Linked DNA regions of Zea mays: region 2 is linked to region 1. Evidence: chromatin contacts called from public Hi-C data. All regions are on one chromosome and are shown on one strand. The core of a region is the stretch at or near the end of the contact, and the rest is flanking DNA. Distances in the headings are between cores, read along the strand shown.

Region 1 (6,684 bases), core at 2,206-4,705:
TATCACAAGTGAGAATTTGGAAATTGGAACAGATAAAAATTGCAATAAAGTAAAATTGGCACAAGAGACACGACCATTTTTATCTCGTGGTTCGATCAAGCGTAATATGCTTGTCTACTCCACGTTATGGCGTCCCAATGGACGAGGGTTGCACTCAACCCCTCTCAAGTGATCCAAAGATAAAATTTGAGCAGTACACCAAGCTTAGAAACACGCTCAAATATATCTCAAACACTAGATGGTGTGGTCGTGGAATCTTAGAGTTGTAGAGTGCTCTTAGTGTACTGCTCCATGGCACCTAGGGTCCTTTTTGTAGCCCCAAGAGACTTAGGAGTCGTTGGAGCTTCATTTGGAAGCTCCCAGCCTTCCTCTGTCCACGAGTGCACCAGACTGTCTGGTGATTTCTAGCCGACGATACCCAACTAAGGCCGAGGCTGAACAGTTCAGTCGTATAGGCCCCGGACCGTCTGGCGTTGGCCAGACCAACTCACTTTCTTCTTTTTTGTGCCAAACTCTTTTATCTTCTTTTGGCTTGACTTGAGAGGTTTCCTTGCACTTAGACAAACATGGTTAGCAAATAAAACAATCGATTAAGTGTTAGGATCATACCTTTATCACTCCATTTCAAAAGGATTTGCAATATATGCAAACTTAAGTCCAAAAAGTGCTTTTCTCTATAAAATATGTTAGAGCCCAAACACAAGTATTAGAAACATTGTAAAGGACTTATGCAACATATTAAAAAGTGCAAACCTCACACTTAATACCATTTTACACAAAGTTGTATATTTGGGTCCATGTTTGAGCTCTTTTGGACTTGATATCTTCAATTTGCTTTCTTCTACACCAGTGATTATGCTCATACAAAGAGCGGTAGTCCAAAGTGGTGTCTTGAGCATTAAATCACTAAACAACTAGAAATGGCCGAAGGACACATTTCCTTTTTAGATAGCTGGGGGAGCAAACATCCAGAGACAGTAGAGCGTCGATTGTACTCACACAACATCATATCGGGTGGAGTATACCTGTTGAAACGACAGATCGGGTTTGAGTCAAATTAAAATTGGATCGTAAGTTATTTAGTACGGCGCACCTACGATTCATGTCTAGTGTCTGGTCAGATCGAATTGGCCTATACCTCCTTTTTACATGTGCCACGTCGAGTTTTTGGCTAGGGTCGATTTTTTTGGCTTTGAATCAAAAAAATTTCAAGTTGGGTTGGGTTTTAGATTAAAAAAAATACATGGCATATGCACTGTTCCTAGATTATTATGGGTCAAAAAATATGATATATATCTGTCTATTATATTGGTCGAATCGGGTTAAATTGAGTTTTTACGGACGATTTGATCGGATCAGGTGAACCATACTCTGATCTAGCCTAGAGCATACATCGGTGTAACCGAGTAATTAGATAGTTTAATATACTTCATAAAAAATTAATAATAAATGTTAGTTTTTATTTAATATCTTCCATATAAATCTAGTAGGTACTTTCCCGTTCTCGAATATTTGACATTCACCGCTTTATTTTTAAACTAAAATACGACAAATAACTCCGTTCTCGAATATTTGGCGTTCGCTGCTTTATTTTTGAACTAAAATATGGCTAACAAAAAAGAATGGAGAGAGTATATTAAATAACTTTTTGGTGAAATAAGTCAAATGTAAAATAACATTTATAATTAAATTTTAATTGATTGTAAAGTTACATAAACATAAAAACATTATTAGTGCACATAATATATTTTGTAATAGTATACATATTTATTATATATATTATTGGATAGTATATTATAATATAATATAACATACTCTCGCCATTTTTATTTGTCATGGTTTAATTCAAAAATAAACTAGCAGACGATAAATATTCGAGAACAAAATTAACAATATAATATAGAGACAATCTAAAGGCAAAAGTTAGTAAGAATACAACATACAATCACAATCCTAGGGATGGCAATTTAATCCGCGGATTTGGATATCTGACCCGACGGAGCCGGGTATGGATACATATTTGACCCGTGGGTTAGACCCGTACTCGATCCGAAGTCGGACGGTCATGAATTAGGATTTATCCGTTGAAGATCTAAAATCGACCCATAGTTTATTTTTTTGGTCTAGCCTATATTACACACCAAAGAGCAAACTCTAATACCATGAACCCACACCTAACGCTTCTAATTTCCCACCTTTGGCCACCCCTTCTAGCTTTGCTGGCTTCCTGCACTATGTCTCGTGTCCCCTTCCAAGTCCTATAGGTCGTAATACCGCTAGCGACTTGCCGGCAGCTGCCTCTTTCAAGCTCCAGTGCCCCTGGCCACAACCCACATGCTCATAATAATTCTTTTACTAGGTTTTTAATTGTGTATGATAGTGAATCGAGAAGAAATTTGATTAATTATGCTATTGAATTGTTAAAAAATGATCGGTTCTGTCATATCCGACCGATATTCGAAACCCGTCCAAAACTCGATGAGCATGTGTATAGGTATAAATTTATACCCGCGGGTATAGTCGTGGACGGATATTGGTTGCAACCGCGGATATTGGTTGCCACAATCTTGTTCGTTGTGGCTTTAATCTACCGACTTCTGCTTTTTGTATAGTATTTTATCTTTATTGATTACAGCTGCAGCCGAACTGCCGCAACAAACAACCTGATGATTGCAGAAGGATATATGTAATATCCGATCCGTTGCCATCCTACACAAACCAGACGATTCCAGTAGAGGTTGGAATCCATAGTTACATAACAGGACCATATGGTGCTTGCACCGTTGCACGCATGCGAGCTTGCTCTGGAAGCAAAAATAATAACATAAATAGAAAGAGAAACACTGAACCCAACCCAAAGAAACAGAGGTCTCTGACGGTCGCGCGGCAACTACCCGATCGAGCTGCTCCGACTGACGCTGTCCCACGCTCGCATGTAGATATACTAGTACGGTAGCGCTGCTTGGCTAGGCCTGTGTCCCACAGGCACGGGTGTGGATCACCATCCGTGTGCGCCCCGACCCCGATCAGTTGCCCTTGCCGACGGGCTTCTTGCTGTAGGCGCCGTTGACGCTGAAGCTGCTGAGAGTGCGGCCGCCGGCGGTGTTGTGGAAACTGAAGCTAGTATTTTTCTTGGTGGGGGCGGCGCTCTCGTCGGCGCCGACGGGCGCCGCGTGCTGGCTCAGCTGCAGCAGCCCCAGCAGCAGGACCACGCCCAGCAGCGTCATGCGTGGCTCGCCGGACTTGGACGCCATGAACCTCTGCGGGATTTGGCAGGGATGGCACTCCGCAGTTTATTCGGATGGATCGGGGCTTTCGTTATGGTGGACGTTTCTTGCATCGGGGGATTTATAGCGTGGGAGAGGGAGAGGTTTCAGGGGCACGTCGATTCCGCAGCGGTGGCGCTCTCAAGAGTCAAGAGGTGGCCGATGCTGTGCGTGGCCTGCTAAATTTGGTTTGACTTTGACCTTTGAAGGGTGGATCATGTACTCATGTTGCTTCGGACCGGCGAGTTTATTCTTGGAACTCTGAAACGAATGGTTTGGGACCTCACATTAAGAACTGTAAGGACATGTACAGTGGAGAGACACCAAAACGGTTCTCCAAGCACAGGAGACAACTAAGAGACTCTATTATACAATAGAGTGTCTATAAACGTAGTCTATTAATAAATACAGAATTAAATGTATTTGTATAGCATCAGATCGATAGAACAGACGACAAATTCGTACAGTGGGAAGTGAGGCGTCTATTGCTACTTGGTTTACGAGCCAGAGGCGTTTCTTCACGGAGAGACGGCTCTAAGATTTTTTTGCAAATAACCCCCTTAAACACCTTAAGAGACTTCACATTAAACACCACTGTACATGCCCTAATTGTATTTCTGTCATGTATGGAAGTGCAACTGTGATTTTGACTTTCAAAATTCGACTTTATAATTTTAGGTCTCTTTTTAAAAAATGAAAAATAAGTTTATCCCTGCTTCTGTTAGATAACAGTAACAGTGTGAAATAGTACGTACAAAGACAAATTTATCCTTCAATCGTAATTGTGATTTTGCACAGAACAGTTAAATTCTAAAGGAGGAGCAATATCACAATTACTGAGTCAAGGATAAATTTTTTTTCTTTGTATGTCATATTTCAGATCGTTACTGTCATCTAATAGAAGTAATCGTTTCAAAAAAAAAGACCCAAGATCACAGTCGAATTTTGAGGGATAAAACCACATATGCACCTCTATCTAGAGACAAAAACACAATTGCCCCTTAAAATAAATATTTTCGACGAGAGGCATTTATTTTTGACGGTTTCCAGCCCCAAAAAAATTAATAATTTATAGTGCACTGCACTCTGGTGGTACTCTCGATGGCGACTTCTATTAGGGTTGTTGTTAAAATTATAATGATATTTTTTTAGATCTATTTTAAAAAAATCACACTTTCTGACGCCGTAAAATCGTGAATTTCAAGGATGACCGGAAAAAATTCAAACACCAAAATTAAACCCTGACTTTTACTGTCATTTCGTTTCCTTGAGTATGCAGTAAACTGAAGTTCTTTTTTTAAAAAACAAAGTATGCCTAGCTGCGACTAGAGAAATACACAGTATACAATCTTGTAGGGCTACATCTCACCAAGACAGTGGTGAGCCAGCAGTAGAATTAGCAGTGTCCTAGTTATTTGTCACTGCAATATATACACCCTCGGTACTGTTCACAAGTTATTTATGTAGTACTAGTGAAGAAAAGGAGAAAATGTGTCTGCCGTTTGAGTTATGAACAAGAAGAATATATTAGAGATCGACCTTTCCCAGCAGCTAATTCACATGCCGCTGGAAGTCTTGGAGACTTGTTTCAGAGCTCGCATGATCTCATCGGCCTTCATCTCACCAGTCGTGTACGCAGCCAAGGGGGTCTCAGACGGCACGACGTCGTCCTTCTTGTAGCTTCCTGGGCTCCTCAGCAGCCCTTCCGAACCTTTCTCGGTGACACCCCGGACGATCACAGTCTTGTGTAATCCAGATAGCATCTCCTCATGATCGGTGTCGCCATGTTCCCCAGTGATCAGATACATGTTCCCCACATATAGGCCCCAGCGCACAAAAAGATACCTGAATTTTTTTTGTAGTTATTTGCAACATTGGCTGGCAGAAGTTCCACGACAGCTTCAAGCTAGATTATGTATGTGTTCTTACCTGAGTGCCTGTGACCTTGATGCTAGCAGAGGGACAACCTGAAGCCTTGTCGAGTTCCTGCAGTACATGATGTGGCACCGGAGACCACGCATCCTCAGCCTCTCCCTCATCTCATCGACCGTTTTCACCTAACCACACAGATAGAATTCAGACTCAGCAATCGGTCATAAGTAGGCATTAAGGATACGTATGCACAAAATAAAGAACTCCCTAACCTTTTTGGGATCTTTGATAAGGAACGTGAAGCAGTGTGCATTACTAGACGCCGGGTCCAGCTCGACAGTGTCGCCTGAACCGTCCTGAGTGGCCATGAGCTTCGCTATGGTCTGCTTCGCGCCGTCATGGGACCAGCGGTGGCTGATGTGCATCAGATAGTCCTGGTCTGGGCGCAGCTTTCCTTCAGCGTCGACGCAGTTCACTGTGCCAGGATAGTAGACCTCGCTGCCACTGCCACAGATGAGGGTGTCGAAGTCGGTCGCTGGGATCTTGCCGAGCTGCAGAAGCTGGAGTGTTTCGGACAACGGCATCGCAGTGGACAGCGCGAACCCTGAGATCTTGGACATCTGGGAGTCCGATCGGACTGCTCTGAAAACTTCCTGGATCACCTGCAGCATCTTCTTGCTAGCACGGCCGTCGTCTTGGTAGCAGTCCACGGCGATGACGAACAGGCGCCGGCGCCGGCGCAGGAGTGGGTACTTGTTCAAGGTGCTGCCCGTGGCCTCGGTTGCGTTCTTGGCACCGTCTGCGACTGAGGACATGGACGGCGGAAGTGCTGACGACTGATTGATCTTGTTCATGATCTTCTGCACCTGATCCTGCGGGTCCGACGACAATGGGTCGTTGGTGTTCAGCGAGCTCTTCTCACCGTCGATGGACAGACGGAGTGACAGGTCCTGAGCGTCCATGGAATCCTCCAGGAACTCCTCCTCATCAGCTCCGGCATCTGCTGGTGTGTCCTTCAGCCACCTCGGGTTCCTTAACCGGCACCCAGCAACCCTGGTGAGGTAAGTGCGGCAGTGCTCCGGCCATGAGTAAAGGTGGATGTTTCGCAGCCCGTTTCTCCGGCATTCCTGCCACAGGTTCTTATCTGCTACGAGCTTCAGCAGTGCTTGAGCGATGGCGTTCTGGTCGTGCGGGTCAACGAGCAGTCCGTTGCTCAGTGCCTGCCAGTATGATGCACGCACACAATTATCCACTGTTCTCACGAGTGAATTGCAGTAGGTTTCACACATTGAATGCTAAAAATATGGTCTCTCACAGTTGTAATGTCGACCGGACCACCATTCTTGGTAGCGACTATTGGAAGTCCGTGTGCTGCAGCCTGAAAGCCACACATTTTTCATAGTGAAATTTAAAGGCTATAGCTGATAATGTATTTCTTAAAAAAAATCTATAGGTGATAGTTAGAGAACTGAAGAAGCTGACCTCGATCAGGGTGAGACCGAACGGCTCAACGAGAGCAGGGTTGATGAAGACACCCTGCAGGGAG
Region 2 (6,684 bases), core at 2,211-4,710, 320 kb before region 1:
CTCCCACAAACAGCAAGCACAGGCAGAGATGCCCACCCACACAAGCCAGTAAATGCTGCCTAGTATAAGCACTCTAGACTCCACTAATAAGGCCATGCACCTCTTGGGCCAACAAAACCAACTGGGGACGAAGACGAGCCCAGAGCACCAGAAACGCAAAAAGGCCAGTCGAACTATTAGCCGCCACTGTGCAGTGCAGGTGTCACAACCGCAAATGGTCAGCTTAGCCTCTGGTTCTGGTGATCGTGATGCTCCCCTTGCCCCCCTCGGTGTGGATCTTCGTCTTGTGGACCACAGGCTTCCCCGAGATGGCCGAGGCCTGGAGCGAGCTGGGCTCCTCGTCGCTCTTGTGCCTGATCTTGTACGGCGGGGGCGCGTGGAGCTTCTCGTTTATGTCGCTCAGGGTGACGTCGCCGCGGATGCTGCTCGGCTTGATGAGCTCGAAAGGGAAGGCCACGGATGTCCTCGCCTTCTTTGCCCCGATGATGCTCTTGCCAGCTGTTGGAACAGATGAAAGCAGCGTGTTTTTTTAGTTCAATCCGCAGGATGCGTTGCATGACCAATATTGGCACTCTATACTGTTCTTCAAAGGGGAGAATAAAAACCATATGATTCCTTAAGCACGCGTGGAGGGCACACCTTTCAGCGGTGTAGGTCTAGCCTGTGCACGATTGTTGTTGACTACGATAGACTGTTGACTAGGCGAAGCATTCTGATGTGCTGGAAGAAAAAAAAAACAACTTAGAATCTGCTATAAACTGCAAGAATGAAATCTCATGTGAGGTTTGTACCAACCAGACGTATCAACATCTTTTTCCGTGGCAGCAGCAGGGCTATTCCTGCCAAGGAGGTTTAGACGCCATAAGTACAGCTTTAATGACAGTGAAACTCAACAAAACTCACAAATCCTAGCGCTCATGAAAACTGGAATGGAGCACATACATTTCTTCTGCCGGAAAACCAGGCTCGGTGTCTTGTGAGCAATCGACTAGCCATTCTTCTGGCAGTTCATCAGTCCCGTCAGAGTTCAGTAAACAGTTGGTACCTGGAGTTAGCACTCTAATTAGGAATGGAAAAGAACGCTCCCAGACTGAACACCAGAAGTCTAGCAGTAATGATGGAAGGTATACCTGAAAAATCCATCTCCTGAAGACTTTCCAAAAGCCCCTCTTCAGTCATAGAACGTGTCATCTAGTACAGACATAGAAAGGCATTATACCAATGAAGGCAAAACAACATACCACCGTAAATTGACACAGTTTCCGACACAACAACATTACTAATAGTTCACTTCATCTTTAAGGATACTTTGATAGATCGACTAAAGAGCATGTACCTCAACATTTTCTGGACAGAACTGCAACATGCGTCTGCGCTTTGCCTGCAAAGTTTCCTTCCCTTCTTCAAACTCCTTGACGATGATATCTGCATTGCATTTTTACTAGTCAGAAAATGCAACTAACATTGAAGCGCCTTCTTGAGTGTTTGCGGAAAAGGTCAGATGGGATAGAATTAGGAAATATCAATTGGAATCCATTGTACTAATAATTAGGTCAGATCCTATATTAGTTGCATTTTATAGCTCAGATTAGACATACGCAAGAGGGAAATTGTAACCTGGAAATGTACTCGATCCAATTGCCATGATCAGCTGATTTTGTTATTATATTAGTCATTTGTTTGTGGATTTACACTTTATATATTACTACATATATACGAAATACAATGTCAATAACGCAATTTCAGGAAGCAGAGAGAATTAGACAACATATATTAGCATCTAAAAGGTGGTACTACAGGTCGTATTGGACCGTGGAAAACCATTTGCGCAGATAAGTTGGTGTGAACTGAAATAGTTCAGAATCTACATTTAAGCTTGTGACTGTAGATTTCAAAACCACGAGAACAAGACTTTACCTCCTATATCACAGAACTGAAATTCGAAGTCTGTACAATGTTTAATTGGTGTTTGCTCATCAAACATGCTCCAATCATCACCCATATTGTTGGGTGCTTCAGCCCACAAGCTGCTACATGGAGCTGCCAAACCGGAAATACAAGATGCTCAGGTCTTTGCGTGGATATATATTTAGGGCAGAATGAGTAATGCAACGGCACGGTGCAAACCAGCTAACAAATCTTTCTGCAGACCATACTCCTGACTTTGCCATTCCCACAGCTCACTGTAAGTTCCACAGCAACGAGCTCAATCAGAAGTGATTAATCTTGCAAGAAACTTGAGGAGAAGTTCAGAGCAAGGAGTGAAAATGTGGAGCATAAAAGTATGCCCAGCTAACGTCGCAGAAAAGGGTAAAAATCTTAACAGTGAATTGTACTGGACTGAAAGGTAAATTTGGGAGGAATGTAGATCATGAATAATGCATCGGTGACAAATAACAACTGGCACGAAAGGCAAGCAACAGCCACAAACAGACATGGTAAAACTTTAATCTTGAGTACAGCAAATATGTAAAAGTTTTTTTCTACTATTTTTCTTTTTTGGATGTGTAATGACAGAATGTTCAGCGTTCGGTAAATATATATCAGACAGTAAACTAGCGAGGGTTAGAAGCTCGTGATAGCAATCTAACAACGAAAACGGATGAAACAAGAAAAACAAAAATCCTTGGATAAGTAAGGAAATGCATCAGAAGTGGTGTCCGAAACAAGACACTACAGCACCAGCTTTGTCACGAACTTCACGGGAGCAGCTAACAGGCAGGGCAGCTAGGGTTTATATGGCCGGAAAAGCCCAAGACAACTGAACCGCTGCTAGCTGATTATGGACGCAGCACGCCGAAAAGGCGCAAAAGCCACAGCAAAGCTTCGTACAAAAGAAGGGAGAATACGGCCCTTTGCCCCCAGAATTAGTAGTCCCTGCGTCCTGCTCCCTTAACATCATCGTAGGACGCATAAAGAGCTCACCCACCAAAAAGGGGCGCAGCAACTTCCGGGCTCTAGTACCTGCTGCCACACCCACCCGAGCTCCCTTAACAAAATTGGGGATCGACGGTGGGCTGCAGCCTGCAGGGACGGAACCGAAGCGAGAAAAGAGAAGCCGGTGACTGGAATTTCGTCCCCAGCCGCGGGCACCAAGGCGCGGCCTTTCTCCGCGGCGCGCGACCCAGGACCAGTAGTACCACGGACGGTGTTTCGGTGCGCGCAACTCACCCCTGATCGCCAATGGCGCCGTCGAAGTCCATGACCGCGCGCGCGGCGAGGGCCGCGGATTGGATCCGGCGTCACGCGCGGCTACTGCTTCACCGGCGGGCGACAGCGACGACGGGCTGGCTGGCTGGTTCTCCGCGCCGGACCAGGGAGCGGGGGGCAGGTGGAGAGGGGGACTGGAGGGGAGGAGGTGGTGGAAGTGGAAGAAGTGGGGTGGGCGCGGGGTGCAGGGCAGCAGGCAGGCGGTTTGAGCCCTCTCCTCCCTCTGCCGTCCCTTTCGCTGTCTAGACACAAGTCCAAACTCCAAACCCCCGATGCTTTTATCCACTCTCTCCTCTCGCTCTCACGCTCTCTCTCTCTCTCACCAGTTGTGGTGACAGCACAGTCTGCAGAGCGGCACGGAACCCCGCGAAAACCAAAAAGAATCGAGAGGCGTGGGCCGCGGATTATCTTATGATGACTAAGGGTCTGTTTGTTTACCTTCATGGATTATATAATCTGGATTATTTTTGGAGGATTATATAATCTAGATTATATAATCTCGATTATATAATCTGAGTAGTCCCGTTTGTTTACCCAGATTATTTGAGTTGTTAATAGGATTCTTTTGTATGAGGAAGACAAGAATGCCCTCTATATTTGTACTAGGTTGAAACTCATATATGAAAAAAATAATTCAATTGACACTGTCAAATATTGCATTAGCAATATTATCACGGAAGGCATTCATGTCACCTTCTTCATCCCCAAATTGACTAGTACTAGGCGCAAAAACGATTTGGTGGATTATAATGGCAATGGTGGGTAATTTCTAGGAAACTTGAAAGGGTAGTGGGGAAGTGGGAAAAAATAATCTGAAATAAGCACCTCCTCACTTGCTTATGGATTATCATAATCCAAGGGGTTAGATTATATAATCTGGGCAAATAAGCTGGACTGTTTGTTTGCCTCTTAGGATTATTTAATCCAGATTATATAATCTGGGGGGTAAACAAACAGGCCCTAATCCTGACCCGGATTTAATAAGTAACTACTAATCCAAAGCGGTTGCCAGGCCATTTTGTTAGGAACAGCCCTTGCCAGGCCGTGAAGATTGCTGGGGAAGCCATTGACTGGGCCTGGAAAGCTTGCACCGGAAGGAAGCCCAGCCCGAGGATTTTGCAACTCCAAATGAAATCATCATAAAGATGCTACAGTAGATTCATTTGTACTAGTACTACGTCCCGGCGGAGATGGCATGAGCTACAGTGAATGCGCAGGGCGGGGGCAGGGCACGGGGTACATCGTGGCCATTAACTGCGGACCCAGGGCGTTCATGTGATCCGGAGCATTCAAGACGAAGACGGGAGACGGCCGAGCCCGAGCCTCTCTCACTCCGTCCGTTGCGTTGCTACGGACGGTACGGTTGCAGGCTGCAGGAGCAGGACCAGCGAGCCCCGACGCTGGGAGGTGGGCCCTGTGGATCCGTCTATTCCATGGCCGGATGGCCCCCGCATGTCGGGAGCTTCCTGTCCCGTTCTGTTGGACTGCTACGGTTACATGCAGGAGCTCCAGGTCCAGTCCAGATGCACATGGGGCCGCCCGCTACGGCCGGCGTGGAACAGTAAAAATTCCAAGAATGTCAGGCTCCTCTGATCCGGATTGGACTAATTAATTAAAATACGTAATTATCGAAGAGATGATCCACGATTAATTAAAAATACTCGGAGCTTTAAGACGGAGGGAGAGCAGCCGCGCGGGTCGTCCTAGAAAAGGTGCCCAGGCGTACAGTATAGTACGCGAGGCTGGATTTTGGATCTTCACTTTGATCTCTCGGTCGTTTACTGAATACTGACGGATCATCACTTCACAGATCTGTTTACCGGCGAGTTTACCGGCGGGGGACCATGCCCTCGTGGACCGTGTGGCTAACTTTAGGTAGTGTTTGGTTGAAGATCCAAGTAGAACGGAGCCGTTCTGTCCTAGTTTTGTTGCTGTTTGGTTACAAAGTAACTAGAACGGAATGACTCCAATTAGAGAATATTCTCCTCAGATCCGGAACCATTCCGCTCCAAAAAATCAACCGGACGGAGCCGCTCTGTTCTCATCCCGCTCTCACAGTCACGCTTCGTTCCGTTCACTCTGCAACCAAACAAAAAACAGAGCCGCTCCGTTCCAGATTACCAAACACAGAACAGAGCGGCTCTGTTTTTAGAATCAGGGATGGAACGACTCCGTTCTACTTGGCTCCTCAACCAAACACTACCTTAACTTCGCCCGACTGCACATGTCGAATCAGATCGCCGGTGACGGTGAGTATACTAGTAGCATTTTAGTTTGCGACGACCAGACCAGATCGCCGGTGAGTACGAGGCGCGTTTGTGGCTGTAGGCTGCGTACGTACGTATGCATGTACAGATAGATGGACTCAAGTACAGGTTGATAGGCGCTGATAAAGCTCCCTTCCAAGCAGTTGATCATTATTCCACTATAACCAGCCTATCAGGGTACCATCATCACAACACATCGTCGACATGCCTGGTTCAGAGAATCAGGGTAAACATTAGCATCGAAATGATTACGGTGACACGTGCAGCGCACGGCTTCCTACACCACGGCAAACACGAAACAAACCATCAGCCCCGCCACCGTGCACAAAAAAAAAACGTACTAGTACATAGGAGAGGACCAGGAGACAAGATGGTCAGTAAAGCGAAGCACACTTCGAGCAGGCGGCGCATCATTGGTAGTACAAATGAAGGCAGGATATATTTAGGGGGTGTTTGATTACACCCCGCTAAAATTTAGCCCATGTCCCATCGAATGTTTGAACCTCCGTTCCGGGTATTAAATGTAGTCGGATTATAAAACTAATTTATCAGCCGAAGATTAAAAGACGAGACGAATCTAGTTCAATTGGTTGGGTCTATATTTCATACTCCTATTTAAAAGTCAAACGCTTGATGTGACCCGGGCTAAACTTTAGTAGGAGCAACCAAACACCCCCTTAAGGGATAGATAAACGAGACATGACAGGCCAAAGTACCAAACCATACTAAGGCTGGTGCCAGTGCGGGCGGCAGCGCGGGCGAGAAGAGGCCGCTGCCGCCCGCGCGCGGGCGATAGGCGGGCGAGAGGCCGGCGCCGGGCGATGGCGCTGGCGCCCGGCGAGAGCGGGCGATATCGCCTCGCTCTCGCCCGCGCTGGAGCGCCCGCCCGGGCGAGAGGCGGGCGAGAGGGAGGCGAGAGGGAGGTGAGGCACTGGCGGGGCGAGAGCGCGGGCGAGAGCGACGTGGCGCGATCTGACTGGTCCACGTGTCGCGATCTGATTGGTCCACGTGTGCTAGCCGTTGCAACTAGCCGTTTTTGACCGTTTGGAGTCCAAAAAATTCGAAAAAAATTGCAAAAAATTACAAATTTCATCCCCAATCCCTCTATATATATCCCTACCCGGGTGGAGCTCATTTCACACACCATTTCATCTCATTTCTCTCTTCCAAACTCGCCTTTTCTACTCATCTTCACGTCATGTCTTCC

What was found. A called contact is a pair of places that touch in the nucleus more often than the background predicts.
Region 2: a Hi-C map of bundle sheath shows a contact between it and region 1, with 4 times the contacts expected there. The contact joins the promoter of LOC100280154 here to the promoter of LOC103650850 in region 1. A contact is called at or near these places in 9 of 25 Hi-C or Micro-C datasets (bundle sheath, ear, endosperm and 3 more) and 1 of 3 datasets of contacts at active chromatin or transcription factors (leaf).

Annotation. Positions count from the first base shown.
Region 1 is chr3:163,423,715-163,430,398 of Zm-B73-REFERENCE-NAM-5.0, reverse strand. LOC103650850 reads right to left here and starts at 3,455. Exons shown (of 1, transcript XM_008676443.3): 1 at 2,642-3,455. The coding sequence starts at 3,254. The coding sequence ends at 3,027. It overlaps LOC103650849 (sucrose-phosphate synthase-like), which reads right to left. Exons shown (of 12, transcript XM_008676442.4): 8 at 6,621-6,674; 9 at 6,454-6,516; 10 at 5,411-6,358; 11 at 5,196-5,323; 12 at 4,501-5,111. The coding sequence ends at 4,823.
Region 2 is chr3:163,748,533-163,755,216 of Zm-B73-REFERENCE-NAM-5.0, reverse strand. It overlaps LOC100280154, which reads right to left and starts at 3,460. Exons shown (of 9, transcript NM_001153086.2): 1 at 3,172-3,460; 2 at 2,128-2,183; 3 at 1,918-2,040; 4 at 1,337-1,425; 5 at 1,131-1,191; 6 at 943-1,045; 7 at 796-839; 8 at 640-720; 9 at 1-498. The coding sequence starts at 3,203. The coding sequence ends at 224.